Linked DNA regions of Anas platyrhynchos: region 1 is linked to region 2. Evidence: chromatin contacts called from public Hi-C data. All regions are on one chromosome and are shown on one strand. The core of a region is the stretch at or near the end of the contact, and the rest is flanking DNA. Distances in the headings are between cores, read along the strand shown. Region 1 holds the start of RSBN1L (round spermatid basic protein 1 like). Region 2 overlaps RSBN1L (round spermatid basic protein 1 like).

Region 1 (6,105 bases), core at 1,522-4,021, 41 kb after region 2:
ACCCTAAAGGCCTCGATGCCATAAAGGGATCATTTGCCTTGGAAAAACATTCCGGCTTGCTCTCATGCTTTCAAAACTAAATTAAACGTACAAACTCCTGTTCTGAGCAAACAGCAGCTCAAATCTCAAGTACCTGTACCTGCCAGCACATCGCTTGTATTTGAGAAAATGCCCTTCTTAGAAGAGTGGAAGGACAGAAGGCCTCTACAAGGCCAATCCCTGCTTCCAGGAGGGCTCAATTCCCAGTTATTCAGCTGACACCATCACTGTCATCGTTTCTTTTACCAGCATGCAAAAACACTTCATCTTGTTATTACAATATTGTTCCTGGAGATTTATTGCCACGGTTGGGTAACACTGGTAGGACACCACGGTAATGGGAGCGAATATGGTTGTGATTTTCATAACTTCGCAAGGAAGATACTGTCAGCTTCTTGCTGGCTACCACTGACAACAAAAAGACTTTACCATCATTAAATGTTCACTGAAAGCAATTTCCAAAGATTTTTCCCAAGTCATCTTTTGGACAAGAGCAAGAAAATAAATGTACCTAAACTGCAATGCCTGAAAGTGACGAAATGATGTACTTAAAGCCCACTTGTATGGCAGCAATCAAGATCCCAACAAGAAGATGCACAGGACAAGTTGAATCAAGAGAACACAAGCCAAAAAATAAAAAAATAAAAACTCGAAGGTAAGGGAATCTGAACACCTAATGCTACAGCACAGATTAAGACACCAGTGGGAACTAGCAGAAAATGCAGCAAGGCAGCTGGACGACGTAATCAATAGACAGAAAATGGTATATTGATATTAATAATTGGTCTTCACATGCTTGGCTCATCCTGTGAGCGCAAGGAATAGGCCATAATCAAAGCAACCTAAGCCTACATAAACGCTGCAATTTATCTTTCCTTTGAAAGAAAGGAAAGGAACTTGCTTAAACTAGGTAATGGAGTAAGTGTTTGAAGTTCTTTGTATTTTAATATAAATGCTAAGGCATCAACACCTGGTTTAAGGTCAATGGAGACTCAGGAAGCATATGCTGATTAAAAAAAAAAAAAAATACTCCCGTATTGTCTTCTATTTCCTACACATCTATTGTCAGTGCCTGTCAGCAACAAGCTAGCCTAATATCTTATCTCACCTGGAGGGGCCATTTTTGGCCAGATCCATTAATAAACCAACCCAGCACTCCTGACCTTCTTCCCGAAGGCCCGATGCATTGCTTGGAAACTTACATAGCCCAGTGATTTTCAGAAAATAAAGGAAAACTGAAAAAGCACCTAAATGAGACGCTGACAGCCTGCTTATCTAAATTTCAAGTGCATGGTCTCTGACACTCCGTGACTTAGCCTGTAAAAACCAACAGCCTGATAACGAGCTCACCGAGGGCTCCTTTTAATTTCCAACAAACACGTATTCTCATAACACGCTGTCTTTGTCACAGCAGCGACAGAAACTCGATTTCTTCGGCAGACCCCTAGGAAGCCCCCAGCCACCCTTATTTCCCTAATAGGTAAGAAAACCTAAGGCCTCTGGCAGCTTCTGGCTGACGCCATAGCTAATTCCACACCCCCTTTTTTTTGACAGGATTGACGGCAGGCCTGCCGCTGCCTTCCCTGGGCACTTGCAGAGGGGCAGGGGTCCCCTGGAGCATGGGGGTCCCCCACATGAACAGCGGGGCTCCCCCACACCACCAAGGGGTTTCCCCAAAAGCACGGGGCTCCCACACACCACCAGGGGTGCTCCCGAAAAGCAAGGGGCTCCTGAAAAGCAGGGGGCTGCCCCATAGAAACAGGGGGGCTCCTCAAAATCAGGGTAGTCTCCCCAAAATCAGTGGGCTCCCACACACAAACAGGGGGGCTCCCCAAAAGCAGGGGGCTGTCCCCCACCACCAAGGGGGCTCCCACCAAACAGGAGCCCCCCTCCCCAATAATAAGGGGTCTCCCTCGAAGCAGGGGGCTCCCCCCCACGACCTAAGGCTCTCCCCTGAAGCAGGGGGACCCCAACAGCCACCTCACCCCCCAATTTTGGCGCCCCCCCCTCACCTTTCTGCAGCAGCAGCTTCACCTCCCCGTTCTCCTCACGGGCCGCCGCGCTCAGCGCCCCGCCGCCATCTCCCCCCACAGCAGCAGCGGCGGCAGCGGCGACGATCCCAGCCCCGGGCATGGCTCCGTGCTTCCTCCTCTCCTTATCCCGCTTCTCCTTCGGCTTCTTCGCCTTGGCGCTGCCCACCACGGCCACCCCTCCGCCAGCACAGCCGCCGGCACCCCCCTCGGCGGGCAGAGCCAGGCGGTGCCGGTGGTGGCGGTGCTGGTGCTGCCGGTAGGAAGAGGAGGGCGAGGCGGGAGGCGGCGGCGGCGGCAGCAGCACGACGGGCGGCGACGGCGACGGCAGCAGCTTCTTGGGCAGCGGCGAGGGGAAGGCGAAACCCCCCGAGCTCCCCGAGGGCAGCGCGGCGAAGCCCCACGCCGCGGGGCCGCCGAAGCTCGGCACCACCGGCTGCTTGCTGCCGCCTCCTCCTCCTCCTCCTCCACCGCCCCCTTCGCCGTTGACACGCTTGGAGCCCTTCAGGCTCCTCTCGTCGGTCCCTTTCATTTTCTTAGCGGCCGGCTGCGACCCGCGGGGAGGCTTCGCGTCCGGGCCCGGCCTGGAGCCCAAGGGCTCTGGCGACGCGGCGCCACGGCCGGGGCTCGGCGGCGCCGCCATTTTGCGCTCCTGCCTCTATTTACTCGCGGCTCGCCTCGACCGACGGCGGCGGGAGGGGCGGGAGGCAGGGGGGGAGCCTCCGCCTCGTCCAATGAGCGCCGAGAGAAAGCGGAGTGACGGCGCGATGCACCAATCGGATGGAGGGGAGGGGGCGGGTGCTCGGGGGATTGGGGGCGGCGGGCTCGGCTGAGTGCGCAGTTGGAGAGGAGGAGGGGGGCTGGAAGGGAGGGCGCGCGGCTCAGGGCGCTTCGTCGGCGGTTGGGGCGGGGGATAGAAGGTGCACTGCCGGGGTGGCCGGAGCCGTTTTGCGTTAATTTCTCAGGGTTTTGGCTTCCCCAACAGCCTGAGGGGGTGGAGGGTTCGGGAGGGCTAGCACGGGGTGGTGAGGGTGGGATCTCACGCGCTGGGCGTCGAAGGGTGAGATGGCGGCGGCGTTGGGGGCTGAAGCGGGGCACCGTGAGCGGTCCCAGATCATCGTCAGAGGTCGGCTGGAGGCCTGGTGGGGGGACGGCAAGAACCTGTGGCTGTGAGGATGGCAGCCCACCCGAATTGCCAGCCATTGGGAGCAGCAACACCACACGGAGCTCTGCTGCGGGTTCAGCAAAGGGCTGGGCTCGCTGCATGAGGCAGCGCAGCACTAACTGGGCTTGTCCCGAGTGGGAGCGCTCCCAGCCCTGCCTGTGGCAGACTGACATGATCCTGAGAGCTGTTGTAAGGAGAAGTCACAGAAATAAACAGAAGATGAGTCCTTGGTGCCTGGAGTTGCTGCACTGCCAGTGTCCTACTCACGTTAATCTCACTCGTCCTCAGAAACTTTCGTTCTTTCCTCAGTGGAAAGAACAGGTTAGCTACTGAATCAGGTTGTATCTGTCAGACTGCTGCAAATCACACTGCTTTGTGAAGTTTTGTACATGTTGTATTAGTGGACAAATAAGGTCTGGAGATCACCTTTTGGTTTTGTTTTTTTGCTTTACTATTTTTGTGTGAGCTACAACTGATCAGCCTCAGAATAAGCTCGCTTCTAGTCGTCCTGCTGTCTTCTCCTTTATTTCATTTTTTGGAAATTATAATCCAAGGTGAATAGGGTTCAACATTCATCTCAAAACAGTGAAGAACAAGTTCTCTGTATCCAGCTAGCTCTACTAAAAGGCCTTTTCCTTCCATGATTCAAGGTTTCCTACCGTAAGGGAGTATCTTCAAGCGGCATTTCTGGGCATGACAGGGAAAAATGGCACCTATATCAAAGAACAGGAAAAAAAATTTGCAGCATGTACTTTAGCCATAGTCAACTACCATCCAATCCCAGACCGAAATCCAGGTATAAATGCACCTATGAGAGGCTGGCATAAGCAGAACCAGCATGTAATTACAAAGGTCAGCTTCAGCTTCCTGAGAAAGAAGTTTATTACCTGCATAAGTCAGTGAGAACAACCTGTGCATTTTAATACTGATACAATGAGAAAATGTAGGCACTCTGTGGCACTGTAGTAACTTTGCAGACTTTAAAACCCAGTTCATTTTTCTTCTGCACTGGTATTGACACCAAATCAGTGGTTTGTCAAGTGATTGCATGGTTTGTCATGTCACTGAATGAACTTTCACTAAGCGTGAGACACAACTATATTTTCACACCCAGCTTTGGAAACTTCAGAAAAGCAGAACAGCATTTCCCAAGGGCTTTGATCTTTAGCAAGAGGAAATGCTAACTTGTGCTGTTGGCCAAAGAAAATTGGCAGAGTACCCAGAGTCTTTTCACAGAGTGTACCTGGGCCTGCAGCAGCGATACAGTTGCCACGTACAGCTGTCAAATTCCCCCACAGCCCAGAGCAAACCCGAGCTGTCTGTGCACCACCATGACTGCCAGAGGCCATCGCTAGCCCGCCAAGCTCTGCGGGGCCTTCACGACTGCGTTGACCACAGCCCCTGTGAAATGCTGAAGTCACCTAGCAGCACAACGCCACTTTTCTCCACACTGCAAACTCATCAAGATTTATTGGACTAATTAGGCTGGGTAGCTATGCCAGTAGCAGAATACCTTTTAATGTGCCTTTCCATTAATGATGCTGATAATTAAGACAAATCGTCATGCTTCTGAACTTTATACGCATGGTGGATATCTAAAAACCAATGCACTGAATCATAATGCAACGTATTAATGTGAAAACGTATATGAAGATAAAATTGTTGTGTGGGGGGAGTCATAGCCCAAAATTGTATTTAAACAGCAACACCTAAACTAGTAAATGTATGGCAGACTTTGACAGTTAACATGCTACTAAACTTAAGTCAAGCTATTGTTTCCTTTGCTTTTCCAGGTCGTATACTATGCTTATAAATGTAAGCCAAGTTTTTATTAGTTCATTCTTTCGGAAAGTCAAGAGTAGAGCGAGGTGACATAGTACACAATTATGTGTAATTGTTGCGTGCTGGAGAGAAGCGTGACTAATGTTTGGAGGTTTGCTGCTGCTATCTCCGAGCCATTTGTCAGCAAGGAAAATTACATGACGCTGGAAATTCCGACGCCGGTCCTGTGTTTAAGTTCCCACAGTCCTACCTCCGTGTGGCTGCTAGCCTGGTGCTCACATGAGAAATAGGTGTTGGCCCTGTCACTTAGGCTGTCAGTGATCACAAGGATGCATCAAATTGCTAGGCTGTACTTAAGGCAATCCTAAAATACTTAAACCAAATGTCAGTGCGTCTTGATTTGTAAATACAAGCCATCTTCTATGGGGAAAAGACCACATAAAGGTGTTGTCTTCAACATGACATGAAAAAGACAGGCCTGAATTCAGTATTACACATAATGTTTTAGCACACCCTGAAAATACTGGGAGTGCAGAAGCTGTACAAAGCAATGAAAGAGCCCTACTTAAAGCACACACTGCATAAATGCCAGGCTAGAGCCACAAATTCATTCCAGCGTTAAGAGGAAACAGCAGAATATAAATGCTTATAGTAAAATGATAAATGTTGTCAAAAATGCTGCCCCTAAACCCAAACTGTCATAGGGTAATGGAACAGTGCCTAGTGCCGTAGCTCCGGCCCTCCACCGTGGCTGCAGAGGGATTTATGAACTCCGAGAGCCCTTGTGGAAATCAGGCGTTTGTGGAACGGCTGCAGCAGGACACAAACCCATAAGCACAGGGACAATAGCAGCTTGTTAGTTTTAGCAGAAGTCTTTCAATGGCTTGTGGAAACCGTATCAATGTGCTTTTCTCTATACTTTCATGTGCGCTTAGGGACATCTTCGAGCATTTTCTAGACCATAAAAACCCTCAAATACCATGGCAGTAAAAATGTCAGTTTGTGAGTTGTCATTTTAATTAGAATTATGTAGTATTAAGAGCTGATATAATTGATTATTAATCAAAACATGTTTAAATATGTGTCTTA
Region 2 (6,800 bases), core at 4,077-6,576:
TAAACACTACTTTCCTCAGTCTGTATACACGTGCAATTTAATGCATTACTGAAATCCTGCCACAAAACATGGCAATTTCCTCTGTTTACGAAAGGGATGCCAGGAAATTTTTAATTCTAAAATTGGAGATTTGTTATTTAGCACAGCAACTTGGAGATTGCATTTTGTATGATCTAAATCAAGTGAAATGATAGCAAAATAATTCATTTAGATGTCCAAAAAGACATTTAATCCAAACTATAAAGTGACCTAGGAAAAAAGTGACCTCGGAAAAACCCGTTTAACTCCCTACTAGAGCACTGACAGAACTATTTATGGCAAGAACCTTTTTTCTTTAACCTCATTTTTCAAAACTGCTAGACTTTGTGCTCTAACTTTTCAAAACAGATTCAAGATTACTGACCTCCAGTGCTACATCAGAAATATTCATGGTAAGGTCTGGCAACATTAAACAAGTTCGTATGAGCTTAGACAGAAGCACTAACAGCTCCCTGGTCTGGAACAGACTCAGAAGCTGCCTGCTGAAGCACTGGACAGAGCGGTTGAGTTCTTACCAACAACAATGACACTAAGTGGCCTTTGCTGTCCCTGTAAAAGCACACCTGAATTTCATAGGGTCATGGAATGGTTTCAGTTAAAGCCCACCCAGTTCCAACCCCCTGCTATGGGCAGGGACACCTCCCACCAGCCCAGGTTGCCCAAAGCCCCATCCAGCCTGGCCCTGAGCACCTCCAGGGATGGGGCATCCACAGCTTCTCTGGGCAGCCTGGCCCAGTGCCTCACCACCCTCACAGCAAAGAACTTCTTTATATCTAATCTAAATCTCCCCCTTTTTTAGTTTAAAGCCATTCCCCCTTGTCCTATCCTTACACCCCCTGACAAAGAGTCCCTCCCCAACTTTCCTGTAGGCCCCCCTTTATGGAAGGAAGAGTGGAAGGCCCTTCTCCAGGCTGATCAACCCCAACTCCCTCAGCCTGCCTTCATAGGAGAGGTGCTCCAACCCCTTCATTGTCCTCACAGCCCTCCTCTGGACCATCTCTAACAAGTCCATGTCTTATGCTGGGGCCCCAGAACTGAACGCAGGCTGCAGGTGGGGTCTCATGAAGACAGAGCAGAGGGGCACAATCCCCTCCCTCGCCCTGCTGGCCACACTGCTGTTGATGCAACCAGGACACGGTTGGCTTTCTGGGCTGCAAGCACACATTGCCAGCTCATGTTGAGCTTCTCATCCACCAATACCCCCAGGGCCTTTTCTTCAGAGCCACTCTGTCTACTCATCACTCAGACTTTCAGTTCCCACAACTGCAGACCTGGCAGGCATTTGCTAAGTTCTAAAGCACGCCTGGTGTCACACACAAGAACACTGCTAAGTAATCAGCACAATGACAACACCAGCATTTGTCAGCCTTAAAGGACGAGTAGAGTCCTTAAAATGTCTGCTAGTAAGAGCCACAGCTCTTCTACAATTTATGATCTTGTAAATTAAATGAGGCCATAATCCAATAATTCTAGAAATTCTCAAGTAAAGAGCTTGTCATATTTGGGAAAAGAGAAAAATAGTTCTTCCAAGTACTAACACTTCTGTTTGCAGTTACGTTCTCCATCCCCAAAAGCTTTTCCTTTGACAAGTCTGTTCCTGTGTGCCCTAAAAGACACATCATTCTACTTAGTATTCACACCTAAATAAATCACACTTTCAGTCATCAGCAGCTTCTGGATTACACCATTTACCACTTTATGCTAATCAACTCCATTAACCCAAAAATTTGGTGTTGAACACCTGAATTACCAGGTCCTCAAAGAGCAACCGTGCTACTCCTTCCACAGTTACACAAGGAATAGCACAGCTTTCTACTTCAGTCCTTTAACTTTCTACTTCGGTCCTTTAAAAACCTCACGTGGGCCAGAGATTTAATTACCTCACCATTCTCTTACTCCATGAGCAGTACTCATAGTTCCACGATCCCAATGAAGTTTGTTTTGGGAAAATCGACATCTTCCCCTGTGGTCCACCATCTCACAACAGAGCACTATCTTTTCATAAAGCTGATATATTACGGGGTTTTTCCTTGATGAAACAAACTGACAAAGGCAAATACAATTCCTCAAGATAAACTGTCCGCATAGGCATTCCACTGCAGCTGCAGAAGCGTCCCTTAAACACTATCACGGAGGCTTTCTGCCCAAGTAGTCTACCCAAATTATGGGTATGTATTACCCTTAATAGCACTCTGCACCCAGCTCATAAAGCAAGGCATATTTCCTCTTCTTCAGTTTCCTCTGACCACAAAACCCCCAGAGTAAACTCATTTACAAAAGTAAACTATGAGAACGATTCACATCGTGAACACAGCCAGCACTTCTCAAAGGATTCAGCAGCTGTGGGAAGCAATTCCCTGGCCTCCAAGTACTTTTCTACACATATATTCCCTTATAAGCACCACAAAGCTATTTTTTTTCCCCCTTCAAGCTCAATTCACTCTTACATTAACTAAATACAAACTAATCACACAGTTCAATGAGCTTTATTTTCTCCTCATAGAAAATATGATTTTTATATATGGCATCTCATCATTAAAACAGGTGCTTTTTTCCCTTTCATTTTCCTAATCACCCCTAGAATACATTCAACAAAAGTTTAAATTTGTTGAACTACTCAAATGGATTAAAAATTGTCCTTAAGATCAGTTTAAGATTTCCATGCATGTTGTTTCCTTTAGTACATATCTCACAGCTTAAGAATTATGGTAAAGATGATAGAACACCTGAAAATAACTTCAGATATTAAGTAATGGTGTTACATTATCCTAAGCCTTGCTTAGTTCCCTTTAAGTACAGGGAAGTGCCTTTTCAAAATCATACAAATAGCAGGACAGGGGAAGAAGTTACCACGGAGGTCAAATCAAGATTGAAATATTTTCATTTTATGCTGCATTCAGCATTTTCCTCCCATATGTATGTCAGTTCCACATTTTTCCTGCATTAAAAAAATGCCTTTTCAGTCCTTATACTGAAGGGAAATGCTGATTGCTACTTCCCCTCCCCAAACTGAAGTACTTTCAAGTTTGTTGGATAATTTTGCCTAGTTTTAACTATCTTCAGATCACTTAATCTATACATAGTGATTTTTTCTTCTAATTCCAGTAATTTTTCCGGTTTAAGTGTAGGTTGGATAGATTCTCTTTTCCACAAGTTCCAACCTATGAGAGAAGATGACTTTAAATCTGAAAAGCATAAAAGGCAGGGAAACATTTTTAGAACGTAAATGAACATGTAATTATGTATTGATTTTGAGGGGAGGAGAATCTTGTTATGGAGGGATAGGGTGAGGATGGGAAGATCCTGCAGACATTTATTTACTGTTGAATTCTTACTAATTTCCATGGGCACTCAAGTTAAATTTTTTCTTGCTAAAGCTTCAAGCATCTCCTTCTCTTCCCCCCATCTGATTTACACAGTATCCCAACTATAGCTCTACTACCACTCCTCAGTCTTAATTCACTCCAGCTTCTCACAATCAGAGCAAGCAGGAAGTTTAAGGCTCCAGCTATCATCAGCCTGATGAGGAAGCAAACAGCAAGATCTCAGAGCCCAAAATAAGACTACAGTCTTCAGAGCAATCCAGTTCTTCCCCGATGGCAATTATTGTATTTTCTATTGCAATGAACCCAATCACTGTAATACAAATTTGCACCATCTCATCCAGAGGGAATTCAAGTCCTTTAAATTCTAGACAGGAAGGTAAGAAGAGCAAAAGGTGTTCTTCATGTTTAAATATGTAAAAGTAATTTCCAAAGCTAAGGTTATTCTCCTTAAAAAAAAAAAAAAAGTCAGAAGTTCCTGAAAAACAACTCAGTTCTGAGGCAGGGAAGCCATGTGACTAGGGTTTGGGGTTGTTGGTTTTTTTTTGACCACAACGTAAACAACTTCTAACGAGATAGATTCGTTTCCTGAGTCACATATGGGAATTTCAGAGAGACACCAAGGAATATCACACAGCCTCCAGAAGGATCCTTCTTATGTGACCTACCATACATAAATCAGGGCTGTAGCAGCCACAACCTTGAAGCAGAAGCATAAAGATTCACAAAGACAACAGACAACCCAAAAAAACTGCCAAAAGGTTTGTCTGCACCTCCAATGCAGAAATCCCAGTCAATCTAGATGTGCTGTTTACAGCAATACAGAGTGCAAAATGTTTTTACATCCAGAGGCAACTTAGTTACAGCAACTCCGTTATAGCTATTAAGCTGTCATTGCAAGGCACCTTTCTAGCTTCAACCACACAGCAAAGCTGCAGCCCATCTGGCAGAGGGCAGACAAGCACACCCAGTGCACACAGATAAAGGGGAAAAAAGTCCAGTATCTACTAAGTCTTATCTAAGTCTTATTTAAGCATCTGTAACACTAGGTCAGCTTATTCAGTGCTTTGACTACTGATAATAAAGAGAAATTCAGGTAAATGTGTCTCAGAGGCCTAGCTGAGGAAGTCAAACACCACATACCACTCTCCACAGTGCACAGCCTTCAACACTCCCACAGCAGCGGTGGTCTGGCGTTCAAAACCTTGTCCTATGTGATCTGCATGGGCTCGCGTCCGGTCTTCAAATAGCATTTCACGGGGTTCACTGGTTCGAGGTAGGTACTGCAAGTTTTTTATTTCATTGGTAGTTCTGTGTAAGAAAAAAACAATAGTAGTGACACAGAAATTTCCCATAATTACTTAATTTCTACCCAAGGCTGCAGGAACGTACAGTCAAATGAAAGAGACAGCAACACTCAAGACAAATAAAATATGCAATAAGCTAAGCAAAAAAAAAAATCTGAATGCTGATGCAATATTAAAAAAATAGTCAAGCTCTAAGTGCACTGAAAGACCCTAATGACTGCCTCACTCAGTTACATGCCCTAACAAAGGGTCCTGGAGCTTCATCTTTGCCTGAGCCATGCTGTAGGAGCACTGGTTTCAGCTCAGCTGACAGTACGAGTAACAGCAATAGACACCTCAGCTGTCCCTCAAGTAGTTTGATTGTTCAGTTTTCACCAGACAGCTGGAAAACATGTACGTGTTTTTAGTTTCATGTTGTAGAGCTGGGAATGAGAAGCAGAAATAGATCATCTCTCCAGGGCTTAACGAACGTGGATGACACAATGCAGGGGGAAGCAGAGCCACAAGAGCGTTTCCTGTCCAGCTCCAGCCCACACTGCGTGCTGCAATGCATTTCCCAAGAAATGTTCTGCTTAAAACCACAGGACAGCCAAGGTTAGAAGGGACATCTGGAGAGCGTGCGGTCTGCCTTCCCCTGCTCAGCCACAGTGGGTTGCTCACAACTGCGTCCAGCCACGTTCTGAGCATCTCCAAGGTCAGAAACCACACAGGCTCCGGGCAGCCTGCTCCAGGGTTCAAGTGCCCACACTGTAAAGGTAGCTTTGTGTATGCTTGCTTTTGTTTCTTATTTTAAATAGAAAATCTTTTATTTCAGCTGATGTCCGTTGCCTCTTGTCATGCCACAGGGCACTGATGAGAATAGTCTGACTTATTTTTTTTAAACAGCCCTCCATCAGGTGCTCATACACATTGATGAGATCCCAACTGAGCTTCCCTTTCCCAGGGCTGCACCCCAGTTCTCCCAGCATGTCACCAGACCTGCTCCAGTACGGCTGTGTCTTCAACTAGTGAACCCCAGATTGGGCATGACATCCCAGACGTGGCTCAGCAGAGGGCAAGAATTGCCTCCATCCCTGCTGGCAGTGCTCTTTCTAACTCCGTCCAAAAGGCTGTTGCTCTGCTTCAAAGGCACGCTGACAGCTCGCGGCCAACTTGGCATTCACAAGGACCCTCAACTCTTTTTCCTGTCAGGCTGCTTTCCAATTGGGCTCCAGCCTGTGGTGCACAGGGTTATTCCTCACAGCTGCAGGACTCTGCACTTCCCCGAGTTAACCTCGTGGGACTTCTGCTGGCCTGATGTTCTCCACCCTGTCAAGGGCCCTCTGGCTTGGCAGCACAACCCTCTTGTGCATCAACCGCTCCTTCCAGCTTTTGTTGTCCACAAACTTGCTGAGGGTGTTTTCTGTCCCGTCATTAATTAATGAAGGTGTTGAAACCTTTGGCCAATGCTCTTCAACACCTGGAGTGCTGCCTGCCAGCTGGACCCTGCGCTGCTGATCACAATCCTTTGAGCACAGCAATTAAGCCAGTTCTCAGTTCACTTCATTGTCTATCCATCTGGTTTGTTCCTCATTAATTTGAATTTGAGAAATTTATGGAAAATAGGTGCCCAGTGTAGAAAGCCTTTCTAAAGTCAGGATTAACACCACCCCAGCACCCCCCTCATCCACTGAGACAGTCATTTCGTTGTGTAATAGAACTGAGTCACAGAATCATAGGACACCCTGACGTGGCAGGGAGCCACAGAGATCTTCAAGTCCAACTCCTGGCTCCATACAGGAGCACCCCAAATCAGACCCTGTGTCTGAGAGCGTTGTCCAAATGCTCCTTGAATTCCAGGAGCTCGGTGCTGTGCCCACTGCCCTGGGGAGCCTGTCCCAGTGCCCAACCACCCTCTGGGTGCAGAACCTTTCCCTAACCCCCAGCCTGACCCTGCCCTGTCCCAGCTCCATGCCGTTCCCTCGGGTCTTGTCGCTGTCCCCAGAGAGCAGAGCTCAGCGCCTGCCCCTCCGCTCCCCTCGTGAGGAAGACCATCAGGTTGGTAACACATGATTTATAAGGCATGATTTCCTTTCTGTAAACCAAGGCTAGCTACTCCCAATACCTTTTTTGTCCCTTATGTTTCAAAATG

The links. Hi-C and Micro-C count contacts between places; a contact is called where the count stands out from the background.
Region 1: a contact with region 2 is called in a Hi-C map of skeletal muscle, with 1.8 times the contacts expected there. The contact joins the promoter of RSBN1L here to the enhancer-like site in region 2. A contact is called at or near these places in 2 of 8 Hi-C or Micro-C datasets (liver and skeletal muscle).

Annotation. Positions count from the first base shown.
Region 1 is chr1:12,816,210-12,822,314 of IASCAAS_PekinDuck_T2T, forward strand. It overlaps RSBN1L (round spermatid basic protein 1 like), which reads right to left and starts at 2,772. Exons shown (of 8, transcript XM_027459646.3): 1 at 2,052-2,772. The coding sequence starts at 2,712.
Region 2 is chr1:12,772,580-12,779,379 of IASCAAS_PekinDuck_T2T, forward strand. RSBN1L (round spermatid basic protein 1 like) reads right to left here. Exons shown (of 8, transcript XM_027459646.3): 6 at 4,506-4,673. Among named protein-coding and RNA genes, the nearest start is that of TMEM60, 20 kb to the left of the region's middle. Within about 2 kb of position 5,327, at least 5 of the 8 cell types and tissues checked have an H3K27ac peak or open chromatin away from gene starts, as enhancers often do.